3 separate regions of the Mus musculus genome follow, and all the other regions are linked to region 1. Evidence: chromatin contacts called from public promoter capture Hi-C data. All regions are on one chromosome and are shown on one strand. The core of a region is the stretch at or near the end of the contact, and the rest is flanking DNA. Distances in the headings are between cores, read along the strand shown.

What was found. Promoter capture Hi-C pulls out the DNA fragments that hold promoters and counts their contacts.
Region 2: a contact with region 1 is called in a promoter capture Hi-C map of liver, with 10 times the contacts expected there. The contact joins the promoter of Lysmd3 here to the promoter of 5430425K12Rik in region 1. A contact is called at or near these places in 7 of 39 promoter capture datasets (the 3T3-L1 cell line, 3T3-L1-derived adipocytes, hippocampal neurons and 3 more), 2 of 115 datasets of contacts at active chromatin or transcription factors (large pre-B cells and pancreatic cancer cells) and 1 of 9 other capture datasets (adipose tissue).
Region 3: a promoter capture Hi-C map of liver shows a contact between it and region 1, with 6 times the contacts expected there. The contact joins the promoter of Adgrv1 here to the promoter of 5430425K12Rik in region 1. A contact is called at or near these places in 5 of 39 promoter capture datasets (hematopoietic stem and progenitor cells, hippocampal neurons, liver and 1 more).

Annotation. Positions count from the first base shown.
Region 1 is chr13:80,938,615-80,941,986 of GRCm38.p6, reverse strand. 5430425K12Rik (RIKEN cDNA 5430425K12 gene) reads right to left here and starts at 1,584. Exons shown (of 5, transcript NR_103550.1): 1 at 1,333-1,584; 2 at 690-781.
Region 2 is chr13:81,656,197-81,659,568 of GRCm38.p6, reverse strand. It overlaps Lysmd3 (LysM, putative peptidoglycan-binding, domain containing 3), which reads right to left and starts at 1,763. Exons shown (of 3, transcript NM_030257.1): 1 at 1,633-1,763.
Region 3 is chr13:81,631,399-81,634,770 of GRCm38.p6, reverse strand. It overlaps Adgrv1 (adhesion G protein-coupled receptor V1), which reads left to right and starts at 1,627. Exons shown (of 90, transcript NM_054053.4): 1 at 1,627-1,764. The coding sequence starts at 1,743.

The DNA.
Region 1 (3,372 bases), core at 335-2,834:
CAGGGGAGGCACTATCTGTTCTCTGCCATTAGGGATTCCTATGCAATCTGAGGAAAGAAGCCTTTTTAACCCTCAGAAGTGATCCTTGAGATCTCTAGTATTGATCTACATGCAGAACCACTTCTGGAACTTGAATCATTGAGAGAGCATATGTATGCTGGCACTGTGGAATCTTAAACCACCTAGGATTAAAAACAATCAAAAACCTTTAGTCTGTTTGAAGATGACATTATGGAACCAAACCACTTACTACTCCTCTTTTCACCTGCCAATACAGCAAAAAGTAATGTTGAGGCTACCTCCATCGCCCCCCCCCCCACCCGCTTTCCTTCTTCTATATGTCCCTACATTAAAGAAGGTACTTGGGGGCTCCTTCAAGAAAAGTTGACTCCAAAGTGAGCTCCAGTGGTCAGCCAGGGCCCCATTTCTAGAGGGCAGAGTACAGTTCTGGTATGAGGGCAACACTGTGTGGCTGCCACACACCACTTCCCCCAACCCATCTGCATACATAGGCTGAGCACTTGCTCAGACACAGGGACCCATGAGAACAAGTCCAGTGTTGCTTCACCGATTAAAGGGCTCCCATGAAGACTCATGCAGCTAGTGCCACCCTACAGACTGCCCGAGCTGCCCACAGGAAAAACTAATTACATTCAGATCGCTGGAGAGCGGTCATCCAGAATACATACCTTGCAAAAACTTAGGAACATTCAGGTTGAGTAATGGTTCAGATGGTTTGCAAATAACACATGCTCGTTTTTATGTTGCTAAAGACTCTTTGCTAGGAAACGAAACACTTGAAATTTAATCTGTAATGTTCTCAAGAGTCTTAGGCCAAACCAACTCAAGCTGTGAACGCCTTGGCTCTGGAGAGCCAGGCAAGGGTCAGGGCAGGGCAGTCCCTGGCCTGGCCTGATGCCTCCAGAATAAACCAAACAGCCACCGGAAGTGGTTTCTGGGAGTCAGTAGGTGGCACACTTCCTCTTGAGTCAGAACTGAATCACAGCTGTGAGCCGCAAAAAGGATCTTTCTTTATCCCCTACCTTTTTTCCCTGTTCCCAGCAGTCACATTATCAAACTCTATCAAATGATGTGTGCCTCGCTTAGCTTAGCATATTCCAATGAAGAAAGGGAGAAAGAAAACCATTTGGAAACAAGAAGAGGGTGGGAAATACAGAGGCCTGAACTGAACTCTGACATTGTTTCATAACTAGTCACATTCTAAGAGATGCAAAGGAAAGCTATCTGTAGGTTTCACTGGGGTCATAAGGACCCCAGTTCTCCCAGCTCCTGTCTGACCCACTTCCAGTGAGACAGTTAGCTCTCACTTACATAAGCTGTGTTGCTTAAAATGGCCCTGCTTGGCTTTTCACTTGCTGAACCTGGCATACTCCCCTGTCTGCTGGACAGCCGTCCTCGATGCTGTCCCGAGCAAGGCCTTCGGTCAGCTCTGGGTGAAATGATCCTGTTCTGAATGTACTGAATGCTGTTGGCAATGCTGTAAATTGTTTTTAGTCCCAAGGAAAAGAACTCGGCAGTTACCAACAAGTCACAAAAACAGGCATACTTTCCCCCATCTTCTCCCTAGTGTAGTTCTGGGAATGCACATATATTTAACCACATTTTTATCTGATGACCTTTATGTTAGTATTGCTTTGCTGCTTCCTTTCAAGCCAATGTATTTAGATTGATAGCATGTTTATGAACATGACTTCATAGGCCCAGGCTAAATGCCCTATGTTTGTTTGACTCCTAGAAAACTGATAATCAGCCTGGAATCAGAAATCTTAGTACAATGCTAATATCTCATGGTTCCTGCTGTAAACCAGTCCAAAGTTTAAAGAACACGTTGATTTGTGTTCAGATTCAAGATAAACAGTAATCTGTAACTGTTTATATAGTCCTATGCTTAGTATATGCAGGGCCTTGGCTGCTGTCCTCAGTAGTGTGTGTGTGTGTGTGTGTGTGTGTGTGTGTGTGTATTTATGTATGAGTGTAAATGTGTGGGAGTGTGTGTGTGAGTCAGTATACAGGTGTGAGTGTGTTATGAGTGTGTGTGTGTGTGTGTGTGTGTGTGTATTTATGAATGAGTGTAAATGTGTGTGAGTGTGTGTGTGAGTCAGTATACAGGTGTGAGTGTGTTATGAGTGTGTGTGTGTGTGTGTGTGTGTGAGAGAGAGAGAGAGAGAGAGAGAGAGAGAGAGAGAGAGAATAAAGGGATCTGTGGAGTTGTGGGACCTTGCATAAGTCTCTGAACCTGTCTGAGCCTTCACTTCCTCAGTCTGCACAACAGGTTTCTAACACAAGGGTAGTCTTACTATGAGAACTGCAAGCTTTTCCATAGTGCCCAGGACAGCTCTTGTTTATGCTCAGTCTTTAAGATCAGTTTGTGCTTGTTCTCTTTATTTACAACATCTTTTCGCTGGGAGATATGAACAGCATTTGGACAAACGTGGGCATGCCAAGTCCCGTCTTGCCCAATGACATCATTTACATCCAGCTCCTGTAGCAATTTCATCCACAACACCTGCAACACATGTGACATCAAGTGGCATGTTGGACTCCTTCACAGACTGGTGGGGAAGTGAGCCAGGCAGTTTTCAAAGCCAAAGGCAGCTGTCTGGGCTGGACTGCACTGCCTGTGGATGGCAAGCTAATGGGAAAGGAGTCCTCATCTGACACATGGAAAGGAGTGCCTAAAGGACCAGTTGGGAGCGGGGCAGGGGGGGGGGGTGCAGAGCCAGCAGCAGCAGCAGCAGCAGAACTCATAGCAGCTAGATCTGGCACAGCCAGGTCAAACCAGGCAAAGGCTGGCCATCAGGGAGAAACAGACATTGCCATGAGAACTGAAAAGCCCTTCAGAAATTCGCATCTCCTGCATTTCCTTGATGCCTCTCTGCATTTGCTCCTACAGGGCATTCCTTCATTCCCAGATGGAAATGTGAACAGTAGAGGTCCTCCCCCTTCCCTCCTCCAGAAAGTAGGTCCAGAGGATCATTGACATCATGATCCTGTGCTCACCTGTCTCAGAACCAGCACATCGTGTACTGTGGTTGGCTGATTATAGTCTTCACTAGGCTGTGAGCTACTAAACACAAGGAATCTCTCCCAAATGTTGAAGCTCCAGAGTGCCAGCATGCTCAGCAAGGTCTCTCTCTTACTTGTCCTTTGTTTTGTTTTGTTTTGTTTTGAGGTAGATTAGCCAGATATATTTAAAATAATATTTTAACACTCCGTCGTTGAAAGTTTTAATTGGGACAAATTTATGAGACTGAATTGATAATAAATTTATGCAATAAATTGTGATCATGACCATCTGCCATTTTCCTCTTTTCCCTCTCCAGACCTTTACCTCTCTATGTGTCCCTTCTG
Region 2 (3,372 bases), core at 514-3,013, 720 kb before region 1:
TTATCTCAGTGAAGATAACATCTTCCAGCAAACTTGGAAAAGCAGTGCGGGGGGTGGGGAGGGGGAGGAGAGAAACCATCAAAAAATTATGCATGGATCCTGGAATGCAAAATGGGTTTAGAAGGATGGATGAAAAGAAACGAAAACTAAAATAAAAAACAAACAGACAAGGGAGGGTGGCAGGAGACAACTAAAACTCAGACAACAAAAAGATGATATTCTCTATGTAAAAACATACCTATTTCATTTCATAAAATCCAGCCCTTAAAATCCAGTTTCTGACCTTGCTTTACAGGGACACTGTATATCTTTAAAAGTTGAAAAGTCTCTATTTAGATAATTTATTAACAGCTATATTAGTAGCTTGCTTCAGCTGCTCCCACAGGGGCTAAACTATTGCCAAAAACCACTCCAAATTTGACAGATCCAAGCTAAATGAGAGCCACGTTTCACATCTCAGTTTAAAGTAAGGAGCACACCTGTTTCTACAAGGACGCTTGCACTCCCTTATCTAGGTCTTTTCTAAAAACAAAATAAAAAGCCCACATCTTAGATGTAGAGGATGTCTGTCAGTTTTGTGGAACCAGTAGCAAGTTGCATACATACATACATGTACTACCTCAGGAAGTATCTGTTTCAGATCCTCAAAAGCATCCATCAAAAGCAGAAAAGATTAGATCTAAAGCAATGCATATGGGTGGTTACGTTGCCTTAGGTATGCTATCCCTCTAAAGCGCTCTCCCTCCCATTCTTAGTACAGCTCTCTGAAATTACTGACTAATACCCAGAAGCCATTTGAAACAATGTGTTCTTCTATCAGTCTTTCCCTCACCATGTCTTAATCAGGAATCAAAAGACTCCCGTCTTCGCGCATCTGTCTCTATTCCTCTAAAATGACAGGAAAGCAAAATAAACAATCTGGACACTACGGTCTGACTGTTCATCTGTAATCCAAGTGCCAAGCTGCACTTTGGCCCAGTAAGGTAATGACATGTCAATCTACTAAAGATTAGAAAGTACACGGAATCAAAGCCATCAGCCTCAATTCTCTTTACCTCTCTGAATTATCTATGGAATCTATGGCTTCAGAAAACTAGAACATGTTGCATACTGCACTGCTGACAAACGTCCTGAAAGTGATCATCAATGGGTATCGTGAGCATGTTTTCATCCACCCGGTCTAGACCGGAAAGCGACCTCTCAAATCCCTAGGTACTACATATTAATTGCTGCATATTAATATTTGGTCTTGACCTTCGGCAGGGAGCAAGAGAAGACTCACAGGGCACAAGCCAGTTCAGCACTTAGGACAGAATCACCCCGATCCTATTCTCCAGGGCCAATTTTAAACCTAAGCAACAACTGCAAACTTCCTCCCTCTTCCATTCCACTCGCTTTTATTTTTATTTTTCCCTTTCCTCCGGACGTCCCCCGCAAAGATTACATCTCTGATTTCTAAGTCGCCGCGTCAGACTGGGACGCTTCGGAGCAGATGCTAAGGGGACAGGCAGAATGGCCCGGAAAGGGCTGCCCAAAACCGGGAGGTAAGAGTCCTTCCCGAACCGGGGACAGCGCCCCACGGTGACCCCCCGATCGACGTCCTGCCCCGCCCCGCCCCACAGCCACCGTCACCTGTCCTCTAGCAGGGGCGCGGCGACACGGTTATGTCCTCCACCACAGCCGCGGCCCCGGAGACGTTCATGACCGACTCTAGGTTCTCCGGTGTCTGGGTCCGCTTCTGCCACCGTCGCCGCCGTCGCCGCCGTCCCCGCCTTCCGCACCGACAGCCGCCGCCACGTCCGCAAACCTGCGGTGCGTCATCGCGTAGAGTAGGCGGAGGTGCGAGGGCGCGGGCGGAGGCGGGGAACCCAGAACCCCGCGGCCAACCGCAGGCCCACGCCAGCACGCAGGCGCGCCGATGCGGCCGGGGCGGGGCCTGATTTCAGCCCCGCCTCTAGCCCCGCCCGTCCGGGGGCCGCCGGGCCGTGTTGGACTCCTGCAGTCTGTGAATCTAAACCCAACGGGTCCTCCTGGCTAAGAAACGTACTGAGCGGAGGGCATGCTTGAGGAAGAGCCAATGGAGAGCCGCTGTGCATTTCTTAATGCTCTGTATCTGGCACTTTCTTCTCGGTGGGGCAGAAGAAAGCAAAAACACTGGGCCGTGCTTTACCATATCGAACGAGCCCTAGAGCAGCAAACAAGACAGGCAGAGTGCCTTGGGTCTGTAGGTCAGCAGAGTGAGCCACCTAGCCAAGCTAAGCTCACAGTGCCCTGGAGCTGCACTTTGATGGGACAAAGTTGTCAACAACTTGTAACTAACCTACTTGGATTTGAAAATTAACAGGACGCCATTGGTGTTGCACTATCTATGGCAGTGAAATAAATACCTCTCTTCTGACTTTTTTTTTTTTTTTTTTTTTTTTTTTTAGAAATTTGCCGAAGTGGTAAATACAGTGTTTGTATTTATGCGAATGATGTATGACATTTTAAAGGTGCACCTGGTGTTTTGTGCTGACGACCGACAATGCACTTGACTAAATGCTTACCCATTTAGGTCAACATTGCCTAAAGACGTACCACACTTTTCTTTACAGTCCGAATACTTAGTAATTATAAAGCCTTTGGAACGCTGTTCCAATTTCCAAAGGGTTTTTTGTTTGATTGTTTGTTTGTTTGTTTGTTTGTTCTGTTGGTTCCTTGGTCGGTTGGTTTTCTGAGAAGTGCCTCTGCAAGGACTGGGATTTTACTTACATTGCAATAAGCGCCTTTTACTTGAAAGGACAAGGCACTGTGCTGAACAATGCTACAAAGAACTCCAGGCAAAGACAACCGGGGAAAAAAAAGTTTGCCCAAGTTATTCTTTGAGCTCTTGCCCCTGTGACACCGCTGTCTGTAACCATTTATCACGGAGACATTTTCTCATCAGGAGACAAAGGATATATTCCGTTCTTGATGTGTAGGGCCTCGGCTGTTCAGGCCTCATGAATGTTAATGGAATGCAACCGTCTTTTTGCAAGTAGGTTACTTTTCTTATTTTAATGTCAATAGGCCATGGAATCCTTGGGAGAGTCTGAGGGAGAACGAATTCCAAGCATTTCTTCAGGACTACTACCTGTTTGCTTTGAAGAAACATCCTACACGAGATCTGCAAAGCTTTTGAATGATTGTTTGTATCTAACTAAAATCGAGTATTTGTTTACCAAAAGGGCACACTATGTGTATATTTTATTATTAGACTATACAAAAGAAGCAGTTAGCCACGAATGTTGGCTGAGTTCCAGAAAGTTGGCCGGTAAGAACAAGTATTTGTCTTTGGAAAAGAGGGTGTTCTCAGCAATCCGAAGGCCAAAAGTAGTAGGTTTTTTTTCAGAT
Region 3 (3,372 bases), core at 378-2,877, 690 kb before region 1:
ACAGTGCCCTCCTCTTCCTCTGTATCCTAAACACCCAGTGATTATTGTTAGTGAATTACTTATGATCCTGAAGGAACGGGTTAGGGGAATGAATTTTCATGTCAATGCTTAGGAGGAATGTCACACACAGAGCACACATGCATGGTGAGCTTGCAGATGAGACTCGGGAAAGAAGGACTAAGGACTAAGAACCTCCGACCTACAGGGACAGAGTTTGAGACACTGTAAATAGCAAAACAAACCAAGCCAAAATGTACTTCCGTCTTCCCATTTTTTGTTTTGCTTTATGATTATCTGGATAACTGGCTCATGATTTTGATTCTCTGTCGCCTTAAATCCTCTTACTATGCTACCGACTTGAGAGCTCACGCCCGCTTGTGTCCACTTCGTTCACCGCTTCTAGAAGCAGCAGTTTACTCTTACCTTTTGTAGTGCGTGCCGTGGGCATTTTCAGCCCCATGAATATGGTGTACAACAACTAGTTTGCCTAACCTTATCTTTGATGTCCAGCTGTTTGCCGAGTCCTACAATTTTGAGATGAGGCATTCTGCAATAGTTCATAATAACTGTGTCCCTGGATCCCCGTTTGTTACTTAAAGCTTATTCCATTCTGTTAGTTTGGAATGGATCTTGGATCCTCCACTGGCCTCTCTTTCTATTTAATTTAGTCGCTTTGTCTTTTCCTACTTTTTTTTTTTTTAAATCTGCTCTTAATTTATAACCTTGCTTCTTTCATTAAAAAGTGGAGGCAGGGGTCTGGAAAGTTGACGTTCTTCTAGAGGACCCAGGTTCAATTCTCAGCACCCGCATGGCAGTTCACAACTGTCTGCAACTTCAGTTTCAGGGGGATCTGTCACTCTTACCTATGAACAGAACATCAAATTAAATAATTATTAGCACAAAAAGTGGAGGCAGAGGGTTGGACCAAAAATCTTAGTCTTTTTCCTTGTTTGAAACTTCCCATGAATGATGCTGCAATTGTTCTGATAACCACCACGGCTCTTCCCACTATGGAGCCTTCATGACTAAGTCTAGGGGAGAATAACGACCCACATACACATGCCCTGTGTGCTATCAGAAAAAACTTGGTTCCCTTAATCCTTGAAGAACTTAGGTATTATTACAGTAGGTAATAAACTAGGTATTAATACAATATGAGATGGCAAAGATGTTGCCTTGTAAGTGTGCATAGAGATACCGCCTTCATTTCTAGTAATTCATCAGTGAATGAGTACTCAGAGTGAACACTTGAAGAAGGGCTTCAATCGATGGTAAAGGAAACACCCTTTTAGGTTCAGCAAACTGGAGAGAAGACTGGGAGCCGCTTACAGCAGAGCAGCTCCAAAGTTTAGCGCCTAAGAGAACCGGCCAAGCGCTGTGGTACCCAGCAGGTCAGCTTGGACGCCTGACTGCTGGAAGAGTCCATTAGTCATGGCCAAGGCGGGGAGTTCACCACGACGGAGTGCGGACCTGGCTGCCCGCTGCGCAGAGGACAGCCTGCTGCCAGGACAGTCACCCCCGCTCCACCGACCAGGTGAGCCCATCCCCCGGGCCAGAGTCCTATTGGAGCAGAGGAGCGCTAGGGGGAGGGGAGAGGATGAAGTCTTTGGCTGGAAGGGACAGTGCGGGGAAAGGATTAGCGTTGCAGAGGGTTGCGCTGGGTGTGAAGGGAGGAACGGCAGCGGTGGGGACCCTGGGTGTGAAGGGAGGCCCGGCACCGGCGGGGATCGGAGGGCACGCAGATGTCGGTGACCTCAGAACCAGGTAGGATGTGACTTGGGGTTGGTGCTGAGGGAATCCAGTGGGTCGGGGAGGGCTACAGCATCTCTTAGGCAGTTCCCGGGCAGCCGCCGCTTGCACCTGTTGCTGGAGGTAGGAGCGAGGGCGGCGCAGAAGGCGGGCGGGTAGCGGCCGCACGGACAAGCGGGTGGCGGGCTGCGGGTAACGGGACAAATGCCTGGTCCCTGCACAAGGCTGCGGCTTTGCATAGCTGCTCCCAAAGCTGCCATCTCAGAGAAGAGGAGACTGGGATGAGCAGAGCGAAAAGTTCCCATATCTCTTTCTGCCCAGTTGAAACACAGGCTCTAGTTTCAAAGATGGCTTGGAAAAATAATTGGGCAAGAACTGCAGGTGGTCGGTAGATAAAACTTCTTTTTGTGAATATCGAGGTAACTTTAAAGGAATCTTGTTAATGTTCCAGATACCTACTGCTTCAGGGAGTTTCAGTCAAGCACATTGTTTCCGATGAGTTTGAAATTAACATAGAGTGTAAAAATTCCTTATGTATATACACACACATATTTCTTTTATATTTTAAATTTCCTGAACTATTTTTCATTTCCATTGAGAAAATAACTTTAAGGTACAACATTAAGTTGTATATAACTTGTGTAAACTAACATCTTACAAAATCTATAGCCTTTAACATGTACATAATGTGTTTATAAGCTGCACATTCTTTTTTATTAGATATTTTCTTTATTTACATGTCAAATGTTATCCCCTTTCCTAGTTTCCCCTTCGAAAATCCCCTATCCTCTTCCTCCCTCCCCCTGCTCCCCAGTCCACTCACTCCTGCTTCCTGGCTCTGGCATTCCCCTATACTGGGGCATAGAACCTTCACAGGACCAAGGGCCTCTCCTTCCATTGATGACCGACTAGGCCATTCTCTGTTACATATGCAGCTGGAGCCATGAGTCCCACCATGTGTTTTCTTTGATTGGTGATTTAGTCCCAGGGAGCTCTGGGGTTACTGGTTAGTTCATATTAATACTCCTCCTATGGGGCTGCAGACCCCTTCATAAGCTGCACATTTGTAGAAATTGGAATTAAGATGTTACTTCTTGACAGGAAAAGTCCAAAATACCCCTTAAGTGATTTGGCACTGAGTGTTACAACCATCTTCCATCCCTGAACCAAAGCTTCCTTCTTTGTGAGTCATCTCTCCAAAGAACTAGAGCAAAGAAATAAAGAGAAAGGACATTAAAGAAGACAGTAGACATTTAATCAGGGCAGAGGTACCAGACTTATGTCTGGGAGATTTCCTAGGCTAAGTAGTAAACTCCTACTGATTTACAAATACATTCTGAATTATTACAAAAAAAATGCATGCGATTGCATGTGTTGGAGAATTATATCCCACTTCTGCCACAACTTAAGTGACTTTGAACATGAAACTGTTCTTCAGGATTTTGTTTCTTCACTTATAAAATCAAGCTCTTTGTGCTAGGTGATTGCAAAGATGTAGTCTAGTTAAAAATTACATCACTCAAGGTTGCATCTGTTAAAAAAACAATGAGTATATCAAATGCATCCAAGCAAAATTGAACAACTGAACCACCTTATTTCCATGATGAATATGTACAATTCAAT